Linked DNA regions of Hordeum vulgare: region 2 is linked to region 1. A link is a contact called in public Hi-C data. All regions are on one chromosome and are shown on one strand. The core of a region is the stretch at or near the end of the contact, and the rest is flanking DNA. Distances in the headings are between cores, read along the strand shown. Region 1 holds the start of LOC123449131 (type II inositol polyphosphate 5-phosphatase 15-like). Region 2 holds the start of LOC123449136 (protein MOS2-like).

The links. Hi-C and Micro-C count contacts between places; a contact is called where the count stands out from the background.
Region 2: a Hi-C map of leaf shows a contact between it and region 1, with 2.4 times the contacts expected there. The contact joins the promoter of LOC123449136 here to the promoter of LOC123449131 in region 1. A contact is called at or near these places in 3 of 6 Hi-C or Micro-C datasets (leaf and seedling) and 1 of 1 datasets of contacts at active chromatin or transcription factors (embryo).

What each region holds. Positions count from the first base shown.
Region 1 is chr4H:496,872,454-496,876,841 of MorexV3_pseudomolecules_assembly, reverse strand. It overlaps LOC123449131 (type II inositol polyphosphate 5-phosphatase 15-like), which reads left to right and starts at 2,323. Exons shown (of 11, transcript XM_045126228.1): 1 at 2,323-3,204. The coding sequence starts at 2,373.
Region 2 is chr4H:497,732,155-497,736,169 of MorexV3_pseudomolecules_assembly, reverse strand. LOC123449136 (protein MOS2-like) reads right to left here and starts at 2,270. Exons shown (of 2, transcript XM_045126234.1): 1 at 730-2,270. The coding sequence starts at 2,156. The coding sequence ends at 786.

The DNA of each region.
Region 1 (4,388 bases), core at 1,074-3,573:
GGTAACCTGAAAAAGACCAAAACATACAGAAAACAACGACTGGCACTTGACACTAGGTTAATAGGTTAGTGGTCAAAGATAATATGAAATCAGTAAATAAATGCCCAAAAAGCATCCTAGAATGATAATAATATATCATGGAACAATAAAAAATTATAGATATGTTGGAGATGTATCACATCCAAAGGCCAAGCTCTCTCTCGGCGGCAGGCCGACGAAAGCGGAACAAGATCCGATCAAAGACTGGTCTCTAGCCTGCACATCCCGTGCGTGGTGTGCCAACTAATGGAACGGAGGGCACACGAGGGGTCTATCCATGTCCAGGCCTCCGAAGAGTAATACCCTACGCCTCGCTAGTTTTTTGATTTATAGTGGAGGGATACCTCATGCGAGGGGGTACAATGGTGTATGAGATTGCTACCGAGAGTTCTCCTATCAGTGGATATATGCAAATGAATGCCCTAGATCTCCCTTTATTTAGGTAGGAGAGGTCCAGGTTTTACACAAAGATGCCATCCAGGCACCGCCACCCTCTTTTCTTGGAGACCACGAAGATTCTGGCCTTAGAGGGTTTCCTCTTTGCCTTGGGCCTGCTGGGTCCAGTGTTTTGTAGGAGCCCAGACTCATCGGCGTTGGTCACCCTTGGCATAGGACCCCATCAATTTTGCAGTTATCTATTTTTAGGTTTATATCAATCCTTTCACAACGAGTGTGTGTGTGACAATACGCGTTTGGAGTGTGGTCCTTAAAAAAAGTACCAACGAGGGATATAAATAACAAGTTGACGTGGGTACATGCGTCGCAGTAGAATCCTGGTTTCCTGCATTACAAATCGATCGAGCGCATGCGAGATTCCAACGAAAACATAAAAATAATCTCATGCAAAAAGGGAACAAAAAACTTCCTATTCCACGTTCTTTCCTTTTTAAGGAAAAAGGGCTATGGTATCGTATTTTTTAATGATCGGATAGCCCATAGCCTGTCTTATGGATGTGAAAAGAAGATTTGATCAATGTACAAGGTTTTCCTTTGTCGGACTAACTATTTACAGGGTACTCATGTCCGTCTAACTATCGGCCCGACGGTGACGCCCGGGAAGGTGCAAAGAACCGTTTGAAAGGGTACCCCACCTGGCTCGATACGACAAGACGGTTCCCGGGAAGAGGTTCCTGGGAATACCATCCAAAAATCCCTCGCTGCCCTGAGGGACCAAGAGGTGGGTTATTGAAAAAGTGTCTTGTGTGGAGTTCGGACGAAGGCCACATCAGAAGACAAATGAAGCTAGTGTTGTGATAAGGCCTGACTCAAGGCTGCATGATGACGCTCTGTGCTCTCATATCATCCACACTATGGTTGAAGGACCCGCACGAGCATGCTAGAGGGCTGTCCTATAACATGGTACATGGGATGGTTAAAAGGGTGCCCCCTTTGGCCATCACGGAAAGAGGCGAGTCTGCCTTTGCCACCATGGTCTCTCTCTCTCCCCCCCCTCTCTCTCTCTCTGTGAAGCGGGAACATGACGATGGCCGCGGAGAGAGGGGAGAGGTGAGAATAGTATAAATGTGAGGGAACCACGATACATTGTTAGGAGGATCTTTGAAATATCAAACGCAAAGAATGAGTAGGGTATTACACCAACACGGTGACCTCAACCTCGGTACTCCGACACGTTCTACTCTTTATTTTTCCTCTTTCGATCGTCCATGACTTATGAAGCTAGACGCGTCCATCCCTGTCCGAACTCATAAAGGTTTGTAGTCGACAACCCAATGTGTGGTCCTTAGAAACCGACAACCTTCTTGTGAGAAGGTGGGTTCTGAGTTGTGTTCTCATTTCTTAGTGTAAAGGAAGGTTTGAGAAGTTTCCTTTTTCTAAAGAGAGAGAAGTTCAGTAGAGCAGTCCTACAAAACGACGACAATGATTAAACCAAATAAGCCCACCATACGACATGGTTCACATTGGACTCACAGGAAACCGACGACACAAGAAGAATTCGAAGCAGCCCAGTACATGGAGAGGACTAGAGTTTCCAATGAACCATGTTGACATAGTTGCACATCGGATTGATTGAACCTGATGACTGCATGACCTAGCTCTTGATGCCAATGTTGGAAATTGCAGGTTATGCGGTCAAAATAAATTCAAAAGGTGCTATGCTAGCAATGTTTTTTTCTTCGTGTGTTTTTCTTTTGGCTGGGAAAAAAGACGTGGGATGAGAACCGTGGGATGAAGAATGAGCGGGCGGGAGCACCGATGGGACATGGGAGCACGTCCAGGGTGGCCCCCGCGCGGCGGGGGGAGCAGTCAAGCCGCGTCCGCGCAAGTCCTTTCTACCTCACCTACTGGTCAGCCTGTCACCCCCGATCTCCGCAATGGCGGATCCCGGCGATACCGCGACACCCGCCGCCGTCGTCTCCTCCCCGTGGGACGATGTCCCCGATGATTTCTTCCTCTCCGCCTCCATCTCGCCCCCTACACCTCCGCCAGCCCCTGATCCCATCCCTTCCACCTCCCCGCCCCATCCATCGGCTTTCCGCTCAGCATCCCTCCCGGTCACCTCCATCCCTGCTGCATCCGCCTCCGCTTCCTTCTCCGATTCCCTCCACCGCGCTGTTGCCCCTCAGCCCATCCACCCCAGCCACTCCCTCCCGGCCTTCTCGGCCGCTTCTCGCCCCGCGGCAGCGGACGTCTGCCCTCCGCCCCCGGGCCCCCACCATTCCAACTCGCTCTCGGAGTTCGCCGCGTCGGCATCCCAATCCCGCGTCCACCGCCCGCCCCCTCGCGCCGCCGTGCGCGCTGACCGCCCGCCCCCGCTGGAGCTGCGCCCGAGGCCACCGAGGGAGTCACAGTCTGGCATCGCCCTCTCTGCTCTCGCCTGCTGCGCTGCTCCCGGTGCCGGGACCTCCACTCACCTCTGGGCGGCGGGCGAGGCCGGCGTCAGGGTTTGGGACCTCGCGGATGCCTTCCGATCACCCACGTCTCCGCGGCGGTGGGGAGACGAGGCCAGCGCGCCCTTTCGGGAGTCGCGCAAGACACCGCCTGCACTCTGCCTCGTGGTTGATCCCGGCCGCGGTTTGGTGTGGAGCGGGCACACCAACGGGCGGATCATGTGTTGGGGTGCTGACCCAAGTCCGGAGGCCGGGGAGTGCATTGGGTGGGATGCACACCCTGGACCGGTATTTGCAATGGTCATCTCTCCATATGGTAATTCCCCTTGGCTCAGTTTCATGTCAGTCAGTATGATCTTCATGCAACCTTGTGACATACTACATTGCAATTGATCACCGTGGTTAATGACATTCATGCCTACACTACCACCATCTGTAAACAAGTGGCTGACACATATCTATTCAAGGAAGTAAAAAATATCAGCAGGAACGCACAATTTACTAATTTATATCAACATAGAAGGGACGCTGAATAGCTTAAATTTATCGTAGAAAATAGTAGTGTCTATGATGCCCAATTTATTTTTTACCTGAAACGTTCTAGTTAATTCTTGAAATGTTGAAACAAATAGCTATCTGACTTAAAGCCATGTCCGAGCATTGCAATGTATCCTGTGAAATCAGTTATCTACATCTAGCTATCTAGTCACAAGGACTGCAGACCTCTCCATGTGGTATAATGTAATAAAGTTGTCCACCTGATTGGTTTAAACAAGTGTTTCTACGCGCTCCCACTTAAAATTTGCATGAATCAGGAAGCACCCAGCGTTACTAATCTGTGAGGGCAGACTACTAAGACCCATGGATCCAAGTCCAAACCCATGCCCTCCCTGTGTTGATGCCGTTATCCTCTGACCCACATCACGACCAACCGCCACTTCAACATGATCTGCCTCGAGCTCATACTTTTATCATCAACCCCATGGATCTGTGCGTTGCACGCCACTGCAACCAGCCTCCAACACATCACTCCTGTCAGGAATATGCAACTTGTATTCCCACGAGGTATCACGGTCTGATTACGAAATTCAACATGGAAGCAAGGTCGAGACAAGAATATGCAGAGAAGTAGCTACTTGCTCCATTATTAATTTACATAGGCAATAACAAGAGCAAATAGGGGCCAGATGTCGAGCAGAGGTGGCTAGGGTTTAACGCAAAGTGAACAAGATGGCTTCTAGGGTTTTCCTTCCTGGTTTATATAGTCTGGAAAGTAGGTAAAGTGAAAAGTAGAACAGGTAAATGCAAGGGATGGTAAAGCAGCTTGTCTGACAGCACGTTCGTCCCCGAAATAGTATTTTGAAGGTAGCCGTTGGATCACAGACGAGGGCCATATGTTGATCAAGATGGGCGCGAAACAGTAAGTGAGTTACAGATAATGTAGCCGGTGTTAGATGAAGTATTCAAAGGGAACGCTTCACTCGTCAATTCCCCCTACTG
Region 2 (4,015 bases), core at 1,021-3,520, 860 kb before region 1:
GTAAGTAAGCCTCTAACAACCTAGTCAAATTGTTGATGAGTAGTTGCCAAGGTCATCCATGAACGTAATAGTAGTGAAAGCAAAAGTTAGCCTTGACCAAACACAATAAGGCAACCACATGAGGCCAACGTCCAGGGCTCAATTGGCAGGCCCTTAGCCACATACTTAAAGATCGAAGGGGCAGGTGTCCAATAGGAGGCTTTCAGTCCTGGCAGCAAGTTAGTAGACCATTTTCTTAAAAACTGGTAGTTTAATATTTCTTTTATCTTCACCTTTGAGATTTATAGTTCAGATTTTCTGTAGAGGCTCCAAACAGACCTTTCATCTCTTATGGTGGGTAGCAGGAGAACTCTAAAACAAAATTAACCCTGCACGGAGAAGTCAAACATTGGGAGCATAGTAGCATCTGCAGTTTTAAGGGCAGGGTCCCATTGTAGTAACTATTGGTCACCCCATCATCAAGGCGCCAAGATGTTCATGAGTTTTTTAGCACGCATTCAGAAAATCACTCTGAGATGCAAGATCACCGTCCAACATCATCAATTAGAATGAGGTTTTGACCAATATGCAGCAGACTTAAACAAAACAAATTATTCAGAGCAAAACTGACAGTTTGCTGAAGGTTTATACATGCAAGCAACAAATAATATTAATAACACGATTAACATTGTGTTCAAGATTTTACATCCAAGCAGCAACCGATAGTTATTACCAAGGAACAGATATTACCTAGCACATTAGGAGAGCCCCTGGAAAACAGATGTCCCCTCTTCAAGAAGAAAAAATCAATGTCCAAGCAATTCTGGGTCCCCAACGTACTCTGCAATCTGATCATATTTCACACGCACCATGTCTTTTGTATCCGCATCCTCCACCACTGCAGTCTCTGCCTCTGAATTCTTCTCTACCAGATGCCCATACACCCCCTTGTGCTTCCCACAGAGCACAAGCACTCGCCCGTTTGTCCGCGGCAGGACTGTTTCGAGCATATCCTGCTCCACCCCCTGCACAAGCTCTGACCCATCATCCATCATTATGTCACATGTCGTCAGCCCAACCACATCGACAATTTTGGCCTTCTGCAAGTACAACCTTTTGCTGAACCTCTCATTAACCACTCTAACTCTAATATTGCTCTGTAACCAGCGCACTTTGTTACCAACATCACGGCTACTCTTTTCTTCTCGACTATCCCGAGTATTTCTCTCTTTCTCCCGAACCTCCCTCTCGGCCCTAAGATCACCAGATCTCTTCTGCCGGGCACTTGAATCCCTCTCCCGGACTCTGTCTTCCTTGTCCCTATCTCTCTTCTTTGCATTTCCATTCTCTGTCGCCTTCTTTCCACCATTCTCTGCCGCCTTCTTTCCACCATTCTCTGTCGCCTTCTTTCCACCAATAACCCAGTCGCCGGAGCGAGTCTTCTTAGGGTCTGCCTCAGAAGGGTCGTAGCCTAATCCCAGTGTACCGGCACGGCGGTTATACTCAACAACCTTGGCATCTCCCTTGTTATTGCGGCCAATCCCTTTGCCTTCCGACCAGCCGTAACCAGCAAGGAGGGCAGCACCAAAGCCCTCCACAGGCACCTCCTCGAACTCGTCTATACCACGGTGGTCGGGGAGGCTGGCCATGTCTTCCTTGTACCGTCGCAGCATAAGGTCGCCGCTGGAGCCGCCATCTCTGGCTGGAGAGGTGGGCTTCTTCTCTGCTTCCTTGGAAGACTGCGTCTTACCCGACTCCGTGGCGTCGGCCTCAGCGTCGGCGTCGGCGTCGGCGCCGCGTCGGGTGAGGCCATAGCCTATGTGGGAGGAGGGGTTGTCGGGGGCCTCGGAGGTGTCGAGCACGAACGTGGGGCCGCCGGCGGTGGAGGCGGCAAGCGCGGCCTCCTCCTCGGGGGTCGGGAGGGAGGAGGATCTGCGTGAGCGGTGGTTGAGGAAGTGGCCGGAGTTGGGGAGGGGCGCGATGACGGCGGACCCGGCGCCGGCGGCTAGGGTTTGCGACGGATCGAACTCGGTGACGAATTGCTGGGCGGGGGCAGCGGCCGCGGAAGCGGAGCCGCCGCTGGCGGCGGAGGAATCGGCGCCGGCGGCTGGGCGGGGCGGCTTGGGCGGCCTTAGCTTGGAAGGGATGGAGAAGGACAGCTTCTTCTCCTTCTCCATGGCGGCGGCGATTTGGGGGAAAGCGTGTGGAGTCTGTGGGGGACGCAGAAACACGAAAAAAATACTCCAGGAAAGAACGAACTGAGTTCGGGTGACGTTGAGACTCGCGGTCTATTCAGACTCGGTATCGGCTGAGGCCCCCGGTGGTCCATTTGAAAGGCTTTCTGCATTTTTATGGGTTTGGCCCAGCAAGCTTTGTTTTTTAAATAATCTCGTGAAGCTTCATTACGGTCAATCCCTAACCAAACATTACAGGTACGAAAGAGAGATCACCGGGATGCCTAACCAAAGTTTACAGGTACGAAAGAGAGATCACCGGGATGCCTAACCAAACATTACGATCAATCCCTAACCTAATAACGTGCTTCATTAAATTGTGAGCCTTGAAATTCGATCTCCTAAACTCATGGACAAAATTACAGAAAGTCTGACCAAGCTAACAGCGGGCACCCGAATCAATGGTGGGTTGGACGGCAAATCCGATCGATGTGATCGTTTGAAGTTGGCGCCCGATCGCTTTGGCCTGCCCATGTGCGTAGTGGGCACCCCTGTTCTCTATTTAAGGTTTATTTTTATTTTTGTTTTTCTTTTCTATTTTGTGTTTCTTATGCTTCATTACAAAATGAGATTCAAAAAAAAATTACGAACCTGAAAAATGTTCTCAAATTAAATAAATATTCCTGAATTCGAAAAATAAATCTCAAATTTGATTTTTCTTTTGCAAACTCAAACATGATCTTGATTTAGAAAGATGTTCATGAATTTGAAAATTTATTCATGAATTTCGAAAACTGGTGGCCAATTAAAAAACAGTAATTCAAAAGTTTCGTCTTTTATAAAATTTCACAAAATTTATTTTACTTTTGCAAATTTTAATAAATGTTAACAAATTTCATAATAATTCATTACATTTGAAAAATTCTTTGTGAATTAAAAAATTGTCCAAGAATGGAAAAAATATATTCATGTATTCAGTGGTTGTTCATGAGTATGAAAAAGTTCACGTTTTTATAAAAAGGTCAGGAATTAAAGAAAAATGAAAAATAAGAATAAATAATAGATGAAAAAGAGAAGAAGAAAAATAAATATATTAAAAGGACAAAAGGAAAAAAATATTAGAAATGAAACAAGAAAATACTGGTTTAGGGAAAACAAGAATGGGTGGGCGCGGGGTGGGTACGCGGTAGGTCGCTACGCGTGAAATAAGAACCAGTAGCGACAATTGTCGCCACGCCACGCACGGGTTCCCATGGGCCAGACTAGTAAAACTTGTGCTGTTTGGATGGCTCGCTTGCTTTATGTAGTTGGTTAGAAATTTTGGTAGAAAAAAGTTTAATGGTTTGAATAAACAACTCAAATCTGAAAAAAAGGATTTGAGAAATATTTATTGGTTTTCAAAATGCACATTTGAAAAAATGTTTATTGAAAACAGATCGTATTTTTTTAAATGAAAAAAAAAATTGAAGAAGAAAAACGCACATTTAAAATAAAAAAATAAAACAAAAAACAAGGGAGAACTGGTTGGCAAAAAAAAAAGAAACCTTGTAGAAGGTTCCCAACGTCAGGATAACCTCTGTAATATTTATGGGTCTGGCCATTTTCTGTTCTATTGTGTGTTACGCACGTGTAAACTCTATTTGGCTCATGACAAAATGAAAAAGGTGTAGGTATAAAGCACACTTGTACAGTACTGGGCCCAACCCAATATTCCTGTGCCCCTCTTTCTAGGTCCAGTCCCAAGCTGATAAATGGTCGCATGCATACCGGAGCATTCCCCAAATTTGCCATATTTTGGATGACGACACCCGCGGAGGAGTGCACCTGCGTCTTTGACCATTGTGGACTCGTAGAAGCTTTGT